2 separate regions of the Mus musculus genome follow, and region 2 is linked to region 1. A link is a contact called in public ChIA-PET data. All regions are on one chromosome and are shown on one strand. Each heading gives the region's core, a stretch centred on a gene start, on an enhancer-like site or on the middle of the called end of the contact. The rest is flanking DNA. Distances are from core to core; before and after follow the strand shown.

Region 1 (6,301 bases), core at 2,099-4,598:
CCCCATTTTTATGCAAGGAGTTATATGTAAAAAATAAGCCAAGTCCTTCTTCCCAGCCCCTGCTTCCAGAATGAGGATTCTGAGACTAATTATTTATTAATAAATGCCTAGGTCATAACTTCAGCTTATTCTCTGACTTACTCTTATTATCCCTTTTGCTCTAACCTAGGTTCAGCTACATGGCTATTTTCCTTTCCTTGCCTTCTTACCTCTGTCTCCTCAGAGTTCCTGGGGCAAATCTCCCCTTTATTCTAACCTGAGTTCGGCTGCTGATTAAAGTCCATCTCCTCTGCATTCCTGGCCTGCTACTTCCTCTGTCTGACTGGCAATTCTCCCATCTCCCACCTTCTGACTCTTTCCCAGAAATCTCTCTATCGCTCCTGGATGTCCCGCCTCCTATTTCCTGTCTTAGCTCATTGGCCATAAGCTTCTTTATTGACAGGTGATGGTTGTAAGAGATTCTTTCTACAGTCAGATTATCCTAAATGTTGTTGGCAGCTATTTTTTGACCAGAAAGAAAACCAGGCTCAGAAATAAGTGAAACTGAAACTGCCGAAGATGAAATGAAAAGAGAGAAGCTGGGCATGGTGGAGCATGCCTGGAATCGCAGAACTTAAGTGGATTTGACAAGAGGCTCACTGCAGGTGTGAGGCCAGGGTGGGATAGAGGGTGAAACCTTGTCTCAGACAAAAAGCAAACAAATGAGAAACAAAAGAGGAGAAAGGGAGAAAGCCAGGATTTTGAAATCCTGACATGATCTCTGAAACAAACCATCCCCGTAGCTCTCCCTCCCTTTCCACATTCCATTCAATGTGCCTCATAGCTACTCCACAGCCATTATGAATTAGCCCCAGAAATCACTAGATAGTCTAGCCTTTTCTTTTGGAGTCGTTTAAGCCTGCTGTCTTAGTTATAGTTTCTATTATTGCAATGAGACACTATGTCTAAATAGCAAATAGGGGAGGAAAGGGTTTATTGGGCTTTGCTTCCATATCACTGTTCATCCTCAAAGGAAGTCAGGACAGGAGCCTGCAGGGCAGGAGCTGATGCAGAAGCCATGGAAGGGTGTTACTTACTGGCTTGCTCCTCATGGTTTTCCCAGTCTGCTTTCTTATAGAACCCAGGACCACCAGTCCAGGGATGGCACTACACACAGTGGGATGGGCATTTCTTCCATCAATCACTAATTAAGATGCCTTACAACTGGATCTTAGGAAGGCATTCTATCAAGCGAGGTTCCCTCCTTTTAGATGGCTTTAGCTTCTGTCATATTGACATAAAGCCAGTCAGTAGATACTTCTCAGGTTCAAATAGAAGATATGTCAGAACCTCTCCAAGAAGTAAAACCTCAGACCCAAATGCAGGCTTCCCCACATCTAGCATTCCTGGAATGTACTATTGCACCACAAAATTGTTCCTAACCTGTAGGCTGAGAGCACCCATAAGAAACCGCACTGCGGTGAAGGGACACTTTAAGGAATCCAGGAAACTGTGTGTACCCACATTGTCTACAGAATAAAGAAATAGATGACTTTTATACACTTTTATCATTAAAATAAAAATGCTGTCTTTATGACTAAGATGTAAACTCATCTGAATATTCTATATATTATATAGTTTCTTAATCACAGATACAGAAAACATGGCAACCACTGGGAAGGGTTTTTAGTTTGTTTGTTGTTGTTATTGTTTTTGTTTTTGCTTAACAGGAGTGATCATGTCCTCTAAATTACTCTCATAAATTACTCTCATAAATCCCGAAGACTTTATAAGGAAAGGTGTGTTGGAATGCAGTCACTCTTCCTTGCCCAGTCTACAGGCCTTTTAAATATCTCAGCAATGAGGTCTTGTGTAGAAGCTCTAGTTCTCTAACCACGCTCTGAATTGTAGGCCTAACCTTACCACCACTATATGCCTAGCCTCACCACAGCTACAGCCATAACTAACTAGAACAGGGGTAGCCAGCTGGCCCAGTCAACCTTTGGCTGGCCCTGACCCACAAGTGGCTTGGCAGATAAAGTTGTCAGTTACATACAAACTGAGCCTCTTGGACTTCTACTGAGCATCTGTTTTGGTTTGGCTCTAATGAACAAATGATAACACTGCACATTTATAGGGTACACTGTGATATTTTAATACATGCATTGTGTAATTATTAAATCAAGATGATTAGTACTTCAACCACTTCTCATTTCTTTGTGGTGAAAACATTTCTTTTTTAAATTCCTCTCTTCTCATTATTTTCAAGTACTTAATGTGACAGTTAATTATCGCCCACTGTACAGCAGAAAAATTAGAAATTACCTTTCCCATCTAATGGCAATGCTGTACCTGATGCCCAATACTTTCCTCAGGCATTTGAAGTCAGATGTAGAGGCATACACTATAGGAAACTAAGCTGACTGTTGGAGGATGTTTATGTGCACTGTGTATCTGAATGCTAATTTCTGTACCCAGAGATCTGGTTGCACTCCAGACTTTGGTTGGTATGACTCAGTATTTTGTAAAACCTGGTGCTTCCTCACCTTCTGGTTGGTTATAAAAGAACTATAACCGGGCAAGAGAGCAAAAGACTGGGCTCCTGTGCATGGAGAAAGGGAGAGGGTCTCACGTGGGGACCAAAGGAGTTGCTATTGGGACACGGATGAAAAGGGAGGTGCCAGGAGAGACTAAGATGGCAGGTAATGGGCCACGGGGCTGGGAAGTAAGCCAGGCCAGCATCGTGTAGTTAAAACAGCTCAGAGTCTGCCCAGCTAGAGCGCCTGAAGCTTAATAAATAGAAAAGTCTCCAAGTCATTATTCAGAGCCAGGGCGGGCATACAAAAGCCCCTACTTTTACAACTGAGTTAGAGAAAAGATGGGAGAAGGGAAAGTTAAGCAAAGAGAAAGCTAGAATCTATGAAAATGGTGAGGTGGTACCAACGTGGCAGCCTCAGTGCTGTGAAAAGATGCTCATGGATGTGCTTGGGCTCCATCTGGACCTACAGAATCGGATCTCCAGAGTACTTGGGTATAGAAAGGATACAAAATGATGGGGGGGGGGGGTTACAAAAGCCATTCAGATACCCTCCAGGAGGGAATCATCATCTCAAGCTACTCTCTCATGGCTCCTTTATGAATTTCATGAAATCTTCTGTCTTACTAAATGTCCCATGTCCACCCTGAGAGTTAGCCCCTTCACATAGCTAAGTGGATTTCCATTCTGTCTAAATTAAAGTATCTAAACAAACAGTAACTCAGAGGGGGATATGTAGAAAAAAAATTTTTTAAAGAAATGTTGTTGAGGCTGCCAGAGAGAGAGAGCCTACAGGAGGTGGGGTTTTCACACTGAGTCATCTTCCAGAAAAGCAGGTTTGCTTTTTGATTTCTCACCAGCAAAGCCTCCTGAGAAGTTGATTTTCTTTGCAGAGTTATTTATAACTGATTTTTTTTAAAAGGAAAAGGAAACCCCAAGATGGTTTTGCATATAGATAAATTAAAGATGGTACATTTCTCTTGGGTTTCTCTAGACACAGAGGACCATGGTTATAAACCCAATAACCCAGGTTATCATATGTTTTTATAATTTGTCAGCTCAAGGGCTTTCCCCACAGTATTGTCTAGAGCCATAGGCATACTCCAGACACTAGGGAAACCTGGATGTAAGTGGTACAATTAAATCCCTCAAATCAACTTTTTTAGCTTGTTTTTAAATTATGACTCTAGGACACTAAGGCATGGTTGGATCATCTCTGATGGAAACAAAAATAAATTTGCATATGCAAGAGTAGTATGTATCTTTAGCCAGTATTCAATTAACAGCCTTTTACCATATTGACAACAAGCTATAATTAGATTGCCATATAATTTCAATACATAAGATCCTGTTGTAGAACTTGAAAGCTTACTGCATAATAAGTGGTGTCTATCAAACTCTTTCTTGCAGTTCTTGATGATCCACTGTTAAGACATAAACTTAGAATTGTTATATCTTATTAATTCAGCACCAGGTGTTATTATACATGCCTTTAGTTCCAGCACTGGGGAGGCAGAGGCAGGCAGATCTCTGAGTTTGAGGCCAGCCTGGTCTACAGAGTGAGTGCCAGGACAACTAGGACTGTTAACACAGAGGAAACCGGTCTCAATAGCAAACAAACAATTCAAAATAATGTCCCAGCCTTCCTTTGCGGTGCAGATCTTGAGTCTTGACTCTTTTACCCTCCTCAAGTTACTTGACTTTATGCCATTCTATGAAGTGACAACCCTACACCTAAAATCCTTCTGTGCCGTTTAGTTTTGCCAACTTAACACAAACTAATCACCTGGGAAGAGGGAAGCTCCATTGAGGAATTAGACCCATCAGACTGACTGATTAGCCTGTAGGCTTATCTATAGGGAATTTTCTTTATTAGTAATTGATATGGGAAGGCCTAGTCCACTATGGATGGTGCTACCCCAGGCAGAGGCTCCTGGGTTGTATAGGAAAGCAAACTGAGCATATTACTAAGGCAATTAACTGGAACCCCATTTGTAGCCAAAAAGAGAGATTTCACTGTAAATTTGACCAAAATAAAATTTATAACTATGAATGATCCAACTAACATCTATATACAAAGTTGTTATGAAAGAAATGGCCAGCCAGGCAATGGTGGTTCACACCTCTAATCCCAGCACGAGGAAGGCAGAAGCCTAGAACTCTGTGAATTTGAGGCCAGCCTGGTCTACAGAGCAAGTTCCAGGACAGCCAAGGCTACACAGAAAAACCTTGTCTCAAAAAAACAAAAACAAAAGAGAGAGAGAGAGAGAGACAGAGACAGAGAGAGAGAGACAGACAGAGAGACAGAGAGAGAGAGAGAGAGACAGAGAGAGAGACAGAGACAGAGACTGTTGCAGGATACTTGATCACATTGTGAACCCCATGATTGTGAACTGGAAAAACCTTATCTGGTGTGGCTCAGCCCTAGAACATACATGTTACCTAAGAGGTTCCTGTTTATTGTAAACAGGTTGTTGTGGTGTGGCCTTAGCACACACCTTTAACCCAAGAGCTTCCTATAAAGAAGAGCTAAATAAAGCCACGTGGCTAAATAAATAGATGGTACAACCAACCAGTTGATTGGGACTGAACTTAAGAAAACCCAAGAGAAAGAAGGGTTTTGGACAGCATGGAGAAAGAGGAGTGCTTTTTTTCTAGTAAGGTCAGCTGGGTGCTTTCTCTAACTCTCTGAGCAAGCAGGTTTTCACCCCAGCATCTGGCTCCTGACTCTTCTTCAGTAAATCAAACATTTGGGATTTTGTTTTTTTAAACAACAGCAGGCCACCTAGAATCCAAAGGGAAATGTAGAAGACTATATTGCGGGTATCAGTGTAGATAAGAATGCTAGTTAGCCAACTTTCTCAAAACAGTAGCCATGACAAGTTTGAGTCATGGTTCTGTCACAGCAGAAAACCACTTTAGAGTTTTTCTTACAAGTATGTTTAGAAGACATTTGCCTTCTGCCAATCACTTCTTCCATAGGATTCTTGTGTAATTCTTTGCTGGTCCAACTCTTCACCCACCATGAACTTAACTCCCTGTGCAGGGCACTTGCTCTCACCTTCATGTGACAAAAACATCACATTCATCATGAGAAGCCCATGTTCCAACTTTTCCCTGTGGACCCCAGGCTGGCCCCAAATCCGTGATCCTCCTAGCACAACCCCAGTTAAGCTAGGAAGGTGTCACTATGCCTTCTTTCTGGCCCCAGTTTTGGTCGATTCCTTTCTTTCTGGTTTCTGAGTTTCTAATGAGATTATCTATTCTGAATCACCGATCCGTGACATGTCCTTCCTGACCAGCCTCATGGCTTACCTTTAACAAGATCCTGCAGGCTAATGCACACCCCTGCCTTTGCGATAGTCATCCTCATTTGTCCCATCTTCCTCCCTCTAATCAGTTCCCATCACTTCTCAGTGCTCCCTCTGCTCCCTCTGTGATGCACAGTTTAGATGCTGTGGCCTTCACTGATTTTATCCTGCTTGATAGTCTCCATCATCTTCAGTTGTGTACTGTGGCTGCAATATGAAGTCTCACACAGCCACATATTGTTTGACTCTAAGTGAACGGTGAAGAGATTTACTTTTTGCCTTATCCCCTAACTCAGGGCTAAGTTTGCATCCATTACAATAATACTATCCACTCTTATTTGTTTAATTTTGTGGTGTTAAGATTTGTTTCTAAATTAAGGTCACTACACTAATTTTGATACAAAAACTCATTTGTATCAAATGAGGCACATTCACACTTAAATGACAAAACACAGCCACCAGGAAATTTAAAGGC
Region 2 (6,301 bases), core at 2,327-4,826, 48 kb after region 1:
TTTGTACTATTGCTGTTTTTATTTTAAGATTTATTTTTAATTTACATACATCATGTGTGTGTGTATGTCTGTGTGGATGAGGAATTGTTGTGTCTGACCAACAACAAGGTATTGTTTCCTCTGGAACTGGAGTTACAGGTGGTCGTGAACTGCCCAACATGGGTGCTGGGACACAAACTCAGGTCCTTTACAAGAGTAGAGTGTGTGACTTTTAACTGTGGAGCCATCTCTTCAGCCTCATTAGTGTCTTTTTTAACTTAAAAAAAATCTTTTTCAGACAGGATCTTTCTATGCAGCTCAGGCTGGCCTCAAACTTTCTCAATCTTCACGCCTCAGCCCCCTCCCCACTGTTGGGAATGTACCACCACTCCTGGTCTGGTGTGAGTTATTCTTTGCCCTCATCTGGGCCTGTTGTCAGTGAGAAGTACCCTGTTTCAGGGCCTGCTGTACTCTAGGAAAGCTTTACAGAGCAATAGAGCTACAGACGGAGAACCTAACACTCTATAAAGCTCCTGCCGAGGCTAATTTAGCATGAGTTATGGGCAAGAGATAACAGAAAGGACAATGGAAGAAGGAAATGGTGGTGGGAGGCTAAGTCTGACCACAAGGCCCCTAGACTCTGTGATCCTCAAAAAGAAAATCCGGCAGCTCACTGGGACAGCATGATCAAAGTATAAGTGTCTGTTTATTTGTTTCTGACAGGCTCTCACTACGGAGATCAGGCTGGGTTTGAACTCACAATCCTTCCTTTCCCTGGGATTATATGTATACACACCACACCTGGCTTTCAAAGTATAATTTTGACTTTTTAGTTCATGCATGTGAATGTTTCTGACTGCTGCATGAATGTATGTGCACCATCCATGTGCACTGAAACCAGAAGGGAGCATCCGATCCCAGGAGCTGGCTTTAAGGATCCCGTGCGAGGCTGTATATGTGCTGGGAAGGGAGTTTGGGTCCTCTGCAAGGGCAGCAAATGCTCCTCACTTCTGAGCCATCTCTCCAGCCCTTCACAGTATAACTGTGAACCCACTCACTGTGCTGGAACTTCAGACTCTCAGGACTGTAAGGGACAGGTTTATTTATGGAACGGCAGGGGAGGGGGAAAGGACAGATTATGAACTGAGAGGGACATTTCAGAGCTTAACGCTTGTACATGATGCGATCTTGCAATGACTTCAGATTTTAAGAGAGGCACAGAGCTGTAGTTTACTGAAGCTAGGAAGTTAGAGCCCGGGATGCTTTCTTAGCCCATCAATACTAAACTTCATTTGATCACTTGTGATTGAGGTACACCTGTATGTGACAGGCCTTGGAAGGGTGGTGACGAAGAAATGAAACACTTCTACTGAATAGAGAGCTAGTGGCTCAGGAGACTTAAGAAAGGGTACTGGTTTTAGAGTTGAGTAGGTTTAGAACCCTGCATCTAGATATTTAGTGTCATGAAACTTACAAGTTGCTAACACCATTTTTGTCTCAGTATCCCAAGTTTTCAAAAAAGGAAACCCTTGTCAAGCTCGTTTCACGGGGCTGTTGTCATCAATGGTGTAATCAGCATAAAATTTTAGAAAAATGAATATGTACAGAAATTCATATTTGGATATCAGCTAGACATGCAATAAGGAAAAAGAATTCAGGTTAAGAAGAGCAAACACAGCACAACAGCTGGAGATCAGGTGTTAGCGGGACTGTTCTCCAAGACGGAGCCCTCGGAACAGGAGAAGGAACGTGCAAATGTCTGTGTGAGGTTTCAGAAGGAACAAAGGCTTAGGGCAGGATAGAGCTGCTAGGCCATGGGGAGGTGGCAGGGGAAAAGAGACCAGTGACAGCAGGAATCAGTCCCTACCTCATTGAACCTATCTTTTAAAAATGCACACACACACACACACACACACACACACACATACCCAAACTGCAATTGTGAGTATGAATTGTAAGACGTACTAAGCACTATATGAAGTAGAGTAACATGAAAATATCGCCACAAAGTGGCATCTATAAAGACTTACATAAAGAGCTTCACAGACGTTCATTTAGATTTAGCCTCCAAAGGAGGCATTTGGTGCCAGAGTTCTTCTTTCTGTTTTCTGGGCTGTTTGAGATAGGGTCTAGGTTGGCCTTCTGTGTTCTGTGAGGCTGAACATGACCTTGAACTTCTGATCCTCCTGTCCTCTACCTCCCAAATGGCTGGGATTACAGGTAAGCACCACCACACTTGATCTATGCAGTGCTGGGAATAGAACCCAGGGCGTTGTGCACACAGTGCTCTAACAAATGAGCTATATCCCCAGCCCTCTATGTCTGCTCATTCTTATAATGATGTCCCCTTAATGGGCTCTATGTAACAGAGAATAAAAACCAAACTTGAAAAGCCCTCTGTGTAATCTTCCTTGGCTCCCGTTTCTGAAATACTTCATATTTAATGCTGACAAGGTCGCGGGCTGACTGGTGATGGTATCCCTTCACTAGGAAAGAAAAGGCAGGGGATCAAGAGTTCAAGTCCAGCCTGACTTCATAGAGTTTCAGGAAAGAAATACTTTTAAAAGATTAAAGGCTCGTTAAGGGTCTATGAACTCCAGAGACAGATGCAGATTAAGACTCCCCCCCCCCCACCCCCCAGAGGAAGGAAGGGATGGTGAGCAACAAGAGGGCCTGGAGTTGGCTGAAGGCCTACACAGGTTTCCCGAGTGGATGGCATAAACCGACAGTATTTGGTTCTCGGTGAAAAAAAAAAAAAAAAAAGGTGACTTTTTTTTTCTTTATTTCTATTTTTTCAAACTTGGTTTTACAGAAGACCCGGCTTGGGACCAGATCGAGTTCAGCCTTGGTTTAAGCGTCCACACCTGAGCAAGCTTCCCTGCTTCAGTGGACGGCGCAAAGCGATGCACTTATCCTCGTTAAGTGCAAACCGTTAGGAAATGCTGCACGCCAGAAGCTGCCGCACCCCAGCCCGCAGTGCGACCTGAACCCTCCGCGTCGCTGGGACGCCGGTCGGTCCCCAAGTGCCCCCAGCCTGGGGTCCTCGCGGAGGGCGCCCAGGGCCACTCGCCGCGCCCCGCCGTGCCGCGGGGCTCCGGCCAGCAGGGGGCGCTGCGGCCCGCTCTCCCGGGAGCGGCCGAGCCAGCCCGGTGGGTGTTTCTCTCTCTCTCTCTCCCTCTCCCTCTCCCTCTCGCGCTCTCTCCTCCCGGCCTCACATCCGGGTCTGGAGCGCGGCCGCCGCTGTCAGTGCCGGGCCGGGGCGCAGTCAATGGCGGCCGAGGGAGGCGGAGCGGCGGCCACGCGCAGCCCCGAGCCCCCGAAACTTTAGACTTCGGAAGCCCCACAACTTCTCGGAGGGGGGCGCGTGGGCGGAAGGGGAAGCCGAGGCGGGAAGCCCGAGGGACGCGGCCGAGCCCGGAGCCGCCGCCTCCTTTTCCCCACGCCGAGCTTGCGGCCGCGCACAGCCGCGCGCCACCGCCGCCGGCTGCCCCGGGCCACACGAGCTCGCGGCCCCGCGGGGAGGCCGTGCCGTGCGCAGTACCCCGCCGGCCGCCCCGGGTCGCGGGGCCGGCGCCCGGGTGGTGCATGCGGGGCGGGGCGGCCGCCGGGCCGAGGCGAAGATGGAAGGCTTGACGCTGAGCGACGCCGAGCAGAAATACTACTCGGATCTCTTCTCCTACTGCGACATCGAGAGCACCAAGAAGGTGGTGGTCAACGGGCGAGTGCTCGAGCTGTTCCGGGCCGCGCAGCTGCCCAACGACGTGGTCCTCCAGGTACCGCCGCGTCCCCGGCCGCGCGGGCCCCGGGCAGCGGCAGCGGGAGTGGGCTCCCCCGGGGACGGGCAGAGGCCGCAGGTGCGGGAGCGGGGTGCGCGGGGACCCCTGGAGGGGGAGGGCTCGCCGTCCGGGTGGGGGCGGGGGTCTGCGGAGCCTGCATCCCTCCGGCAGCCTGTGCACTGGAAGAGCAAGGTCCCGGGTCTCTCGGGTTGTGTGTGCATCCTAGCGTCTGCTGGATATGCCTACTATAGTCACATAGCTCTTCGACTCCCGCACAATAGGAAAGTTACGACTATAGGCAGGCAAAATGCCATATGGATTTTTGAGCGAGCCGAGCAGACTCGATGAAGTGAGATTTGTTACGCTTAAGGTATCCAAGAAGCAGGTGGTTTGGGTTTTTTTTTTAGGGGGGGGGTTGTTTTGTTTTGTTTTAAATTTAAGGAAGCTGTGTTCTTAGGGGAGACTAAGAAATTTGAACTTCTGGCTGATACTTGGCATGTAGATAGATGTGAAAAGAACTTGGTCGTAGAATGGGTGGCCGGTGGACAGTATCTTCTAGTGCCCTTCCCGGGAATAGTCAGTGGAGCTTGTGGGTTTGGTTTGGGATTTATTGAACAGCTGGAATCAGACAGCGGATAGTCTCCTCAGTCTGTAACTCTGCCACTCGTAACTCTGTAGCAGCAAGGGTAAACCTTCTTTGTCGCCTGTTTTAGAAGTGCTAATATTTGTGATGAGCATTAATGCTACTGCTTAATGATTCATAGCTGCTATAGTAAGAGCCTGTTTAAACTGTATGGGAGGAAGGAACCGTCTTAAGTTTTCATCCTCATATTGATCCCAAGCCAGTTATCCAAATCTCCAAACACATGGAGATGGAAGTGGATATAATGCAGTGGAAGCAGAATATTGGGCCAGAGGTTTGATTTTACTTTGTTTTGAGACAGCTTATTGCTTTATATCCCAGACTAGCCCTGAACTCAGGGTCCTGTTGCCCCCTCAACTGCTCAGGTGCTGGGACGTGGGTGTGGGCTGGGCCAGGAGTCTCCAGGCTTTTAGAAATCTCATCACTCTGCCTCCTCAGCCTCCAGTTCTCTGAGGCCCATCTTAGAGTGAAAGTCAGTTTTCTTCTAACAGAAACCCTTGTGATATAAAAATTTCTACACACACCTCGAATATAGACAATACCCGAGTGCCTACTGTGGTTTAGGGAGTGAATTCTTTCTCACTTTGCTTTTGTTTCATTTTGTCATTTTTTCTTAACCCTGGGGTGTGGTGGGGAAAGGTGAGTGTTTTAGGTACCAGGGAAGGATAAGAAAGTCTCAGATCTGTGCTGCTGAAGAGGACAACATAGTGACAATTTTAGGCTTTCCCAACAATTCAGATTCTGTGTGGATTCACTGTTTTTGTTTTTATGGCCCTCTTACGATGAGGAAACCAGGTTTAGCTTGGGTTCACACAAAACATCCCATAGTTTGCTGATGGGTTAAATGATATGGGGCTAGTGTCTAATGGATTTGGTACAAAACTTACAGGTTCTGGACAAGAAGCCCCCCATATTCTATTTTAGCTCATGTCTTTGGGGTTCAGAGTTAACTGGAAATGACTTTGTCATTCTAATGGTACACAAGACTTTTTTAGGGTGTTTACATGTTTAGGGCATAGAAATTAGTGTCCATTAACCTCCAGCTGAGATATGTTCAATTGAATCCAACTTATTTTCATATTTTACTCAATTGTATTGGCATTTGAAAATAAATTTCTATTATCTTTGTACATAGGTAGCTTAAGTCGTTTAAATATTTGGGATTCAATTACACGTTGGAAATTGTAGGATCCCTGAAGCAAGACTTCCACAGTAACATGATCAGGTTGACGATCCCTGACCAGGATATCTGCAGTACTCCTAACCTGAAAACTTTGAGGGCCAAAATATCACAAGTGGAAAATTCCATATTATGAAACTTTCTTGTTCAGAATTATCATTCTTTTAAATTGACTCTCAAACTGTGGGACTACTGTGCATATGAGATGTAAAGAGATCTCTTCAAACTTGGATCCTACCCCCAAGATATCTCATTGTGTGTACACAAACCTTCAGTTTCAAGCATTGCTGATAAAGAATAGCCAACCTGTACTGAATAGCAATCTGGAGTCTTGAAGGCAGCTTACTTAAAATTTGGCCTAAGACATAGAAATGTGAGACTGAAGGGGAATGTGGATTTAGTTTCTCTTATGAGAGTTTGAGATTTTCTGAAAACAGCATTCCATGGCTCTCAGGGAGAAGCATTGGGGGTAATTCAAACATATCCCAGTTTTGTTCTCTTTGTTGAGCTAGATGTTGGAGGTTCAACAGAAGCACAAGGTGCTCTGAGGGCTTTGTAAATTACAGGACCATTCAGGTGTAAAGAAAAGTGGACCTGGGAGAGGCACGTTGTGTTCACAAGCACAAAGGAGATAAAGACACAGTTCAGATGGACTTCTGCGTTGAGATGGGGAGGGGAGATCTGCTTCCAGGCCGAGGAAAAATATGACCAAAGTCATCCGAG

What was found. ChIA-PET counts read pairs in DNA pulled down with a chosen protein or histone mark.
Region 2: an RNA polymerase II ChIA-PET map of effector CD8 T cells shows a contact between it and region 1, with 61 read pairs. The contact joins the promoter of Reps1 here to the enhancer-like site in region 1. A contact is called at or near these places in 2 of 15 datasets of contacts at CTCF or cohesin (CD8 T cells and the NIH/3T3 cell line), 1 of 484 Hi-C or Micro-C datasets (peritoneal macrophages), 3 of 115 datasets of contacts at active chromatin or transcription factors (effector CD8 T cells and embryonic stem cells) and 3 of 9 other capture datasets (adipose tissue, liver and pancreatic islet).

What each region holds. Positions count from the first base shown.
Region 1 is chr10:18,004,968-18,011,268 of GRCm38.p6, forward strand. Abracl (ABRA C-terminal like) reads right to left here. Exons shown (of 3, transcript NM_028440.1): 3 at 6,293-6,301. Among named protein-coding and RNA genes, the nearest start is that of Abracl, 15 kb to the right of the region's middle. Within about 2 kb of position 3,349, at least 22 of the 459 cell types and tissues checked have an H3K27ac peak or open chromatin away from gene starts, as enhancers often do. A contact at or near this core is called in CD8 T cells and effector CD8 T cells, where this site is marked.
Region 2 is chr10:18,052,364-18,058,664 of GRCm38.p6, forward strand. It overlaps Reps1 (RalBP1 associated Eps domain containing protein), which reads left to right and starts at 3,577. Exons shown (of 20, transcript NM_009048.2): 1 at 3,577-3,752. The coding sequence starts at 3,600.